Linked DNA regions of Sus scrofa: regions 2 and 3 are each linked to region 1. The links are chromatin contacts, called in public Hi-C and HiChIP or PLAC-seq maps. All regions are on one chromosome and are shown on one strand. The core of a region is the stretch at or near the end of the contact, and the rest is flanking DNA. Distances in the headings are between cores, read along the strand shown.

Region 1 (2,982 bases), core at 162-2,661:
GGGGGCCGTCTCAATCTGCGGGCTTAGTCGACCCGGTCCGTCCGCCCGGCTCCGCCCCCGGCCCGGCCCGCCCCCCTCACAGGCGCTCCACGCGCTCCTCCGCCAGCAGCTGCCAGAGCTCCTCGCGGCACAAGCGCAGCCGCTCAGCCTGGGCCGCCGAGCCGTCGGGAAGGAAGTCCTTGGGGCCATGCGAGCGCTGGGGCAGCTTCTGGGGCCGCGAGCGGGCGGCGAAGAGCTCCGGCACACTGGGGAAAGCAAGAAGGGACGCGGGGTTAGCGCCACGCAGTCGGGACCGCTCGGCCCTGGCCGGGATCCCCGTCCTGGGTGCCCATCTCCTTCCCTGCGCCCACCCTGCGGTCCCGGCGCCTCCCCCGGGCCGGGCCGCGCCGCGCCGCACCTGAGCACGCGCCCGGGAGGAACCTCCACCTCGGCGGACCCAGGTTCGGGCTCCATCGGGCCGCCGTCTGCAGCTGCGCGCGCGCGCGCGCGCGCCGCCCATGCCCCGCCCACCGCCGGAACTCCGCGCGGCCCTAGCGCCCGCCAATCCGACCTCTGCTCCTCCGCGCTCCAGATCAACCCACCTGCTTTCCACCTTCCTGGTGTCCTGGGTCCTAGCGCCTGCCAACAGACATGGGGCTCGATTCCGGAGGCGGAGAGCTTGCAGGTTTCTGGATTTGTTAGGACCATCTCTCCGATCCCCAGCCCTCCTCTGGGCTCCTCTCTAGTAAAACTTGCGGAGCCTGACGTTTGAAAGTGTGCTATGAAGAGTCAAATTCATGATCTTCCCCTCCGCAGCCCTGAGCTGCTTAGTCCCCATCACCCATTGGGACAGGGAGGGAAGAAGAGGGGTGTAGAGATGGGCGAGTGCTAGGTTCCCGAATTCCAGCTTCACAAACTGGAGGCCGCCGAGGGCTGTCAGATGCGATCTAGGGAGGTTCGGTGTTCCTTCAGGGTCTTCCGTTGGGTCTCTTCCTAAGGGCTCGGAAACTATGTTTTCAGGGCCGGGGGCGGGAGGCCGCTGTCCGACCCACGATGGTGCTGAAGCGCCACCATAGATGGTCATAGGCACCTCCTCGAAGCTGGGGTCCCCGCCGCCGCCACCACGGGCCGCTCCGACACGGGCCGCTAGGTGGCACCATTGCTCCAACCAGCGGTTGTTGGTCTGCTATTCTGGCCTCGCGGGCAGAGGTCGCCGCGGCGGTCCCTGGAGGGGCGAGGGGCAAAAGGGAAGGGGGATTTCCCAAGTGAGATTCCTGGGTCTCGGTTCCCAGACCCCTTCGCATCATGTCTTCCCTCCCGCCCGTCACAAACAGGGCACCTCACCCTTCAGTCTGAACCCTAGAGCCCCAGATCGCCCCTGCTCCAACAGCCGGGACGCAGCGTACTCTCGTCCCCACCCCCGCCGCTTCACCTGGGCGCATGCGCTGAGCGAGGCAGTGTCCAAGGTCCGGACCCGAGTGATGGGGGCGGGGCCTGGGCGGCTCGGGGCGGGGCCCCAGGCACTGACTGACAGCCCGACTGCGCGGCCGGGACGATCCCTCCGCTCCCGATCCGGCGGGAGGGAAGGGGGAGGGGCGGGATTTCCTGCGGGAGGCGCCGAGCCGGCCTTGGAAAAGGAGGAGAAGAAGGAGAAAAGGGGTAAGGGGGGCAGTGGGAGCCGCCGTCCGGAGTGCCAGGGACCGAGCGGGACCAGCCGGACCCCCAGCGGGGCGGCTGGAGAGGTGAGACGGCGGGGTCTGAGCTGGGGGTCAGCACCCTTGAGGGCGGGTACAAACTAACTTTTCCTGCGGGATCGGCGGGCGCCTACATCTGTCGGCTCCTTCTGTCCTTTTCGCGCCCCTATCCCGTCCTCCCGCATCAATCCCTCCGGCACTTGGCCCTCCCGGTCCCTCCCGCCGCTTTGTTCCCCGGTCGGCTGGAGCTGGGCTGGGTTGGGGGGGTTGCGCGGCGCTGGACTGGCATTCCGGGGGGCGGGGGAGCCAGCCCGACCCCAGGCACTGCCAGGGGCGCCCTCCCCCAATGTCGGCCTCGGGCCTTGAGCTGGAGTGCCCTCTGGGTTGGGCTTGGGACATTTTGGGAGGAAGGGCGACCCCAGCTAGGGCCCCAGGCCTGCACGGGGCTCATGCCACAGGACTTGGGCAGCAAATTCATGGCCACTGAGGAACTGACGTAAGCTTTTCTAAAGTGAAGTCGGGGCTCTGGGCCACAGATTCAGGCTTGGGGGGGGCCAGGCAGCCTCATTTACCAGCGGTGCCCCAGCTCTTATCTCTGTTCTCTGCCCAGCTGCTTCCCCATCCCGCGCAAGGGTCAGCAACAGGTGCCGGAAAGCCTCCCTGTCCTGCAGGCAGACCCTCGGCCAGAGATGGAGAGCCGTAGCTCCCACTCCACCCTCTAGATTCATGAAGAGCCCTGGGGCAAGGGCATCCAGCTATTACAGCAAAGCTTAGAGAGGGAGGGGTCTGGGGGCAGGCGCCTTCCACAGGGAGTGACCACGGGCCGGGCTGCCTGCGCCTGACCTTCTGCCAGGCCCCACCTTCTGGCCCACCAGTTGTCTGTGGGTGTCAGTGCCCGGGGCTGTGGAGAACAGGCTGCTGGCCCCGCCTACCCCAATGTGTCGTGCTGCCAGGGCCCCTCCTGCCCCAGGTTGAGGTGCTGCCAGGTGCCCTGGGGCCTCAGTGACTCAACCTCCCCCTCCCAGGACCCCTTCCCCCCACCAAGTGCTGCTCTCAGGCGTGGTGGCTCCCTCCCCTCTTTGAGTGGCTCAGCCCCTCCCTTGACTCACAAGGGCAGCCAGGATGATTTGGGGGGTCCCTGGAGGCCCTGTCCGGTTCTTTCTCTGAGCCCTGCTTCTGGGACCCTTTCAGGCTCTGGCCCAGCCTTCAGCGGACCACACCTTTTCCAGACCCCTGACACCTGTCCACCGCCGCCGCTGCTGCCGCCGCTGCCCAAGGCCCGAGGGAATGCAGGCTGCCCTCTGGGTGG
Region 2 (3,061 bases), core at 137-2,636, 200 kb after region 1:
GGAATGGTAGCTGTTGACTCCTGCAGGACTTCATTAAAGCCCCACTCCCACACATGCATACAGGGAAGTTAATTTCAACGACAGCTACAGAATCCGTTTTTTTTTCATGCTAAAACGAAAGAGCCAAGTACAAAGCTACGGGGAAAAGCAGAGGGACTGTTTACCTGTGTCATGAGGGATCTGGCCAGTACTTTGTTTCCTCCTTTCATCATCATGTTGGTGAATTTACTTCAAGGAGAAAAGCAACATGTTTAGCCTCTCAAGGCCGTGTCAGGGAATCCTTACTATAGACCCTCCCTGGTAAAGTCCCGGTCCTTGGAAAAAAACTTTGTTTCCTTCTAACCTGATCACCGGGTCTTCAAACACAGAACTTGTTTTGGTCGCGGGGGCGGCTTTGATAAGTTGCGTCTTCTTGAAATCCCGCTCATACTTCTCCTCCTCCGTCTGCTCCGCCAACGGCTTGCGGTAATATTCCTTGTCAATCTGGGGATCCTTGTATTCAGGACCATAGCGGCTCCACCTCACCTGGGTTAGCCTGGAGGCGGGGAAGAGGAAGAGGAGGGCAAAAGCTGACTCCACAAGTGAAATAGCTTGACTTAACAATAGGCAAGGGTGCCAATCCGCCGACGAGTGAGAGCGGCGCGGAGACCGCTAGCCAAAGGTGAACCCCGATAATTCTGGTTCCCGTCCCAAGCAGGAGGAGAACTTTCCCCCAAACAGGCCAGGAAGTGCCAACGGTAAGGACGGGCCTGAAACTCGGGATAGGCGCCCCGCCTATGCATCTCTCCCCCTCCCTTCCAACAAAGAAAATCCCAGCTCTGCGTTCTTTAACAGGATCGCACTTTCGGCGCTAAGTTAGAACCCCTCGAGCGGGCGGGAAGTCACTATGTCTTCAGACTGACCCAAAATCACCCTGCTGGTTAAAGAGCCATGGAGCCGGACATCCCAGCCCCCTGGTTCCCGCGCGGCCTGTCTACGGCCCCTCTTCCTTTCCAGCAGGTCTCTCCGTGAAGACCCAAACGGCCTCCCAGCTACAGGCTGCCCTCTCACCCTGGAAACCGGAGGACGGCAATCCGCACGCCCAAGGCCGAGCACGACCACCCTCGCGCAGCCTTCACCGCGGGGGCAGCCATCTTGGCTGGCCACGAGGACCCCACAGAGACTGCCCTCGGTGCGCCTGAGCTGGTGACAGAAGTCCGGGAAAGGCTGCACAGGCTCCTAAACCTGGGCTTCACCCTATGGGGGCCTTAAGAGTCTCTCACACCGGGGTCTAAGGTGAAGAGTCAAAAGGAAACATTCGCGCTCCCATTATTCGCCGCAGCCTGGCGCAACCCTCGGTGGCGGCGCTCTCTCTTCTCAGGGCCCTATGCAGGCCCCGCCCCAGCTCAGCTCTTGCAGGTTCTCGCGAGGTTTGAGGCCGCGGGGCCGGCCCGGGCGGCTGCAATATGGCGGAGGCGGAAGGGGAGAGCCTGGAGTCCTGGCTGAGTGAGTAGCCCCGGTCGCTTGTGCCTGCCCTCAAGCCGCCGAGCCGCCCCTCTCCACACCCTTCTGCCCCTTCCCCGGGCCCCGCGGTGGCGCTGCATGGCAGCTGCGGCAGGCATCGCCTGCTCTGGGAGCGTCTCGCGATCACGCCCCTTCCCCGTCAGGACGCCCGGGCTCCTGCACCCTGTGCTGCGGCGCCTGCTCCCGCTTCCGCGCGCCGCGGCGTGAGCTCGGGTCCGGTCCGGGCCTCCTGGGCTTCGAGAAAGCTACAGCCAAGTGCTTCGGGCTGACAGGCATCCGGCGCTTTGGGGCAGCTGTGGTGGGGACGCGCGCGGCTTTTGACTCTGGGAACCCCTGCGCCTTCCTGACCAAGGGAAAAGCTCCGGATTTGGGCTGAAGCTTCGGAAGCGGCGGTGCCGATGAGCAAGCATAGCTTCAGAATTGTGAACCTGTATTCGAGGAGAAGTGACCTCCTCGCGCAGGCTGAATGTTTGAAGTGAGAATCTAAAGTGAGAGAGAAAACAGGGCTTTACCTTTTTCCTGCAGTGACCAAAATATGGTGAAAGCTGTGTTCCCCACCCCCGCCCTGCATATCTTAAGGAGTCCTTCGTTGATAACCTATACTGAGCAAACCTGAGAGGCGCTGCCTGATGCTGTAATTATAGCGGCCTATTGCTATGATTGCTAATGCATATTGCTGTTAAAGAAATAACGGTTTAACTCTAGCAGGTAGTATTTGGCTCAAGGGTTAATATTATTTTATCTGTGGGTTAGAGGAGGCACCTGGAGGTCTCTTTCAGTGAAGACAAATTGAACAGGGTGATAAGGCAGCAGGCTAGATGCTTAGACAGTGCCTTGTGCGGAGATCTGTTATTTACTAGAGCCTCCAGGCTCTTGGAGGTGATGGCTCTTTCCTCCAATTGCCTGACTTTTCTTTTTTTCTTTTTGGCCGACCCGCGGCACATGGGGATCCCAGGCCAGGGATCAGATACGAGCCACAGCCAAGAGCCACAGCTGCGGCAACACCGGTTCCTTAACCCACTGTGCTGGGGATCCAACCGGTGTCCCACCGCTCCCAAGACACCACTGATGCCATTGTGCCAGAGCGGGAGCTCCTTGCCTGCCTTTACTTAATAAAACCCTGTTCAGGTGATTGAACTTAGGTTACATGAGCGAAATCTGCAGTTGCAGGGAGGTCACAAAGTCTTCGGTATATATGGAACTGTTCTCCAAGGAGCTAAGAGTGCTCCAAAGACATTCATTTAATTCATTTGTCAAGTATCCTAGCAAGCAGGTACTATCACAGTGTCACAAAAAGAGGACACCCTGACTCTAGTCAATTCACTTGCCCAGAGCCACCCAACCAGATAATAAGCACATTGGAATTGGTTCCATTCACAGATATTAATGAGGACATTGGAGTAATTTAAATGACCTGAGCTGAGTTTCATAGGCTAGGTTTAGAGTTATAGTTGGAAAGAAGAGACATAAATCTGTTTCTGAGGAAGAGTAGAAATGATGAGGGGGTAGGGGAGGGTATCTGTAGAGCTGAGACTGGCTTTTGACCCTTTCCTGATTC
Region 3 (3,250 bases), core at 467-2,966, 220 kb before region 1:
TCACAGCAAAGCTGGATCCTTAACCCACTGAGCAAGGCCAGGGATCAAATTCACGTCCTCATGGATACTAGTAGGTTTTGTTAACCACTGAGTCATGATGGGAACTCCTGTGCCTGCTTTTTCAAATTGTGAATTTTTTCCCCCTCACTATTGATGGTGAAAGGGAGAACTTTGGTGTCACAAGTAAATTTTTGAGGTATTTGTATTCATGTACAGTAAGTCTCTAAGTTGAAATCTGCATGTACCTGGTTTTGCTGTTTTTTTTTTTTATTTCAATAACTTAAAATATTCAGTGAGCCCAGAGTAAGAACTGCAGGGTAGAATGTCCAAAGCTCTATTTCAATTTTCCGAGCTTTATTTGGCTGGTCTTAACCTTAAGCCTTCTTTGATATTTTATAAACTGAGACGTCTGTAGGCCTAAATATTAAAATCCATCCAAGACATTTAGGCAAAGGTAGGTATTACCACTTTTATACATTTGTCATGTTTCTTCAGAAGTAATACTTTCCAGGATATATTATTAAATACAAGGGCACTTATTTAATTGCCTTTATGGACATGCAAATGTTGTTTTAGAACTGAGTATTCTCTTTCTTGCTGTGGTCATTTTGTTCAGGTGAATTACATAATTTTAAAAATATGTTGCTTAGTAGGTTACTTCTTGTATATTGAAGTCACAAGGTTACTTCTTGTATATTGAAATCACAACGTATTTTGTGATGGTCTAAGAACTTATAAAAATCACTTGGCATTTGTTTCTTTTTTTTTTTTTTTTTTTTTTTTTTTTTTTTTTTGGTCTTTTTTGTCTTTTGTTGTTGTTGTTGTTGTTGCTGTTTCTTAGGCCGCTCCCGCGGCATATGGAGGTTCCCAGGCTAGGGGTTGAATCGGAGCTGAAGCCACCGGCCTACGCCAGAGCCACAGCAACGCGGGATCCGAGCCGCGTCTGCAACCTACACCACAGCTCACGGCAACGCCGGATCGTTAACCCACTGAGCAAGGACAGGGACCGAACCCGCAACCTCATGGTTCCTAGTCGGATTCGTTAACCACTGCGCCACGACGGGAACTCCTGGCATTTGTTTCTTTGTATCTATTATTTACTCATCCCCACCCCATCGAACGAAAGAACTGCTTTTTAGTTAAAATGTATATACCTGATACATAAAATACTTGTAAGATAACATAATTTACTGATTTCTAATTCTTATTTAAACTACGTACCTAACTATCACAATGTTAGTGAAAAGTAAATAATCACAGGGAACACATTTTAGTTTACATTGGAAGGTAGTTTACAAATTTTTCGTTAAAGTAACGTCTCCTCCTGCATTGTATTAGCTTGATGCAAATAAGCTATCCCATCCCGACTCTTAAGTCCTGATAGAGACCAGTACAATTCATTTGCATTGACTTTCTATTGTAGAGCTTTGGAACCAAGGGAAGGATCCAAACATAGCTCCATTTTATCCAATCAGAAGAGCCGCTTAGTGCCAACCTCTGATTCGTCCATTCCTCTTTGCATTCACCCAATCGTTAGGCCACTTTAACAGCCAATCAGTGGCCTAGACATCCGCCAATCAGGAAACGGGGCCGAAGCACGGCCTTTGTGTCGGGGGATGTCAGCGCGTCGGCGAAAGTGTCAGCCAATAGGAAAAGTCGTTGGTGTATGCAAATTAGGGTCCTATGACGCAGAGACGCAGCGTGAAGCGTGGGTATAAAAGCGGAGGCTTAGGGGGGGCCTGGAGCGCAGAGCGGTTTGGTCGTTCGTTGGAGTTGCTTCTTGCTTTGGTTCGGCGACTGCGGCTCTTCATTGGGCGGCGGGAGCGGCACGGCGGTGGGGGAAGCGGCCTCAGACTTCGCTGTTGGGTAAGTCTCGGCTTTGCCTGCGGCTTGAGGCCCTGCCGGCCGTTGATGCCGCGGGCCACGACCGTTGGGAGCTGAGTGCCGGCTGGTGCGGGCTGCTCTGACTGCTGCTGGCGACTCTGGGGTCGGGTGGTTTTCCCTTGGGGCTTCGCTCCGGAACCGCGTCTCCGCCTCTTTCCCGCTGGTGATTCAGAGGTCCCGACTCCGGGTTCCCGGCAGCTGGGCCTCCGCCCGTCGAGGAGGGGAAGTGACTCCTCCCCGCGCCCCCCCTCCCAGGGGAGGCTGCTGCTACTCGCCGCCTGAGTCATTAGGGGAGGGGGGGTGGAGGCGGCGGCCCTCGGCCATCTGCCGCCCGCCGTGGGGCGCAGGGAGGCGGGAGGGCAGGCGCGCCGGGCGTCCCGCCCTCTGCACGCTCGCCGTCTCACCCCGGGAGGCGAGCGTCGCGGCCCCCGAGTCACGGGTGTCTCCTGCAGGTAAAAGAAAATGGCCCGAACCAAGCAGACTGCTCGTAAGTCCACGGGTGGGAAAGCGCCCCGCAAACAGCTGGCCACTAAAGCTGCCAGGAAAAGCGCTCCCTCTACCGGCGGGGTGAAAAAACCTCATCGCTACAGGTAGGCAGCGCGGCAGGGAGACAATGACTCGGCGGGCGCGCCGCGAGTTGGACCCTCTGGCTGCTTGCTCGGTCCTGTCACTTAACTGGTGTCCCTTTACGCCCTTCCTGCTCGCTCCAGGCCCGGGACCGTCGCGCTTCGAGAAATCCGTCGTTACCAAAAGTCCACGGAGCTTCTGATCCGGAAGCTGCCCTTCCAGAGGTTGGTGAGGGAGATCGCCCAGGATTTCAAAACTGACTTGAGGTTCCAGAGCGCCGCCATTGGTGCGCTTCAGGTGAGACGGCGGTGGCAGGGGCGGAGGGCTGGCTTGTGTGCGGTGGTCCTTGGAGGGAGTTTAATGTGTGGCTCTTGTCCTCAACAGGAGGCTAGTGAAGCGTACCTGGTGGGTTTATTTGAAGATACCAATCTGTGTGCCATCCACGCTAAGAGAGTCACCATCATGCCCAAAGACATCCAGTTGGCTCGCCGGATACGGGGAGAGAGAGCTTAAGTGAAGGCAGTTTTTATGGTGTTTTGTAGTAAATTCTGTAAAATACTTTGGTTTAATTTGTGACTTTTTTTGTAAGAAATTGTTTATAATATGTTGCATTTGTACTTAAGTCATTCCATCTTTCACTCAGGATGAATGCGAAAAGTGACTGTTCACAGACCTCAGTGATGTGAGCACTGTTGCTCAGGAGTGACAAGTTGCTAATATGCAGAAGGGATGGGTGATATTTCTTGCTTCTCATGATGCATGTTTCTGTATGTTAATGACTTGTTGGGTAGCTATTAAG

What was found. A called contact is a pair of places that touch in the nucleus more often than the background predicts. HiChIP or PLAC-seq counts read pairs in DNA pulled down with a chosen protein or histone mark.
Region 2: a contact with region 1 is called in an H3K27ac HiChIP or PLAC-seq map of skeletal muscle. The contact joins the promoter of MRPS7 here to the promoter of TSEN54 in region 1. A contact is called at or near these places in 3 of 5 promoter capture datasets (fetal liver and liver), 4 of 47 Hi-C or Micro-C datasets (blood, embryonic fibroblasts, epiblast stem cells and 1 more) and 2 of 2 datasets of contacts at active chromatin or transcription factors (alveolar macrophages and skeletal muscle).
Region 3: a Hi-C map of liver shows a contact between it and region 1, with 4 times the contacts expected there. The contact joins the promoter of LOC100521680 here to the promoter of TSEN54 in region 1. A contact is called at or near these places in 2 of 47 Hi-C or Micro-C datasets (heart right ventricle and liver).

What each region holds. Positions count from the first base shown.
Region 1 is chr12:5,854,380-5,857,361 of Sscrofa11.1, forward strand. It overlaps TSEN54 (tRNA-splicing endonuclease subunit Sen54), which reads right to left and starts at 1,412. Exons shown (of 12, transcript XM_021066651.1): 1 at 1,324-1,412; 2 at 582-1,204; 3 at 81-245. It overlaps CASKIN2 (caskin-2), which reads left to right and starts at 1,495. Exons shown (of 20, transcript XM_021066645.1): 1 at 1,495-1,721; 2 at 2,865-2,982.
Region 2 is chr12:6,054,283-6,057,343 of Sscrofa11.1, forward strand. MRPS7 (28S ribosomal protein S7, mitochondrial) reads right to left here and starts at 1,387. Exons shown (of 5, transcript XM_003131206.5): 1 at 1,051-1,387; 2 at 344-535; 3 at 165-228. The coding sequence starts at 1,133. It overlaps GGA3 (ADP-ribosylation factor-binding protein GGA3), which reads left to right. Exons shown (of 18, transcript XM_021066652.1): 2 at 1-1,485. The coding sequence starts at 1,446.
Region 3 is chr12:5,630,610-5,633,859 of Sscrofa11.1, forward strand. LOC100521680 (histone H3.3) reads left to right here and starts at 1,717. Exons shown (of 4, transcript XM_003131194.4): 1 at 1,717-1,866; 2 at 2,337-2,474; 3 at 2,595-2,748; 4 at 2,836-3,250. The coding sequence starts at 2,347. The coding sequence ends at 2,964.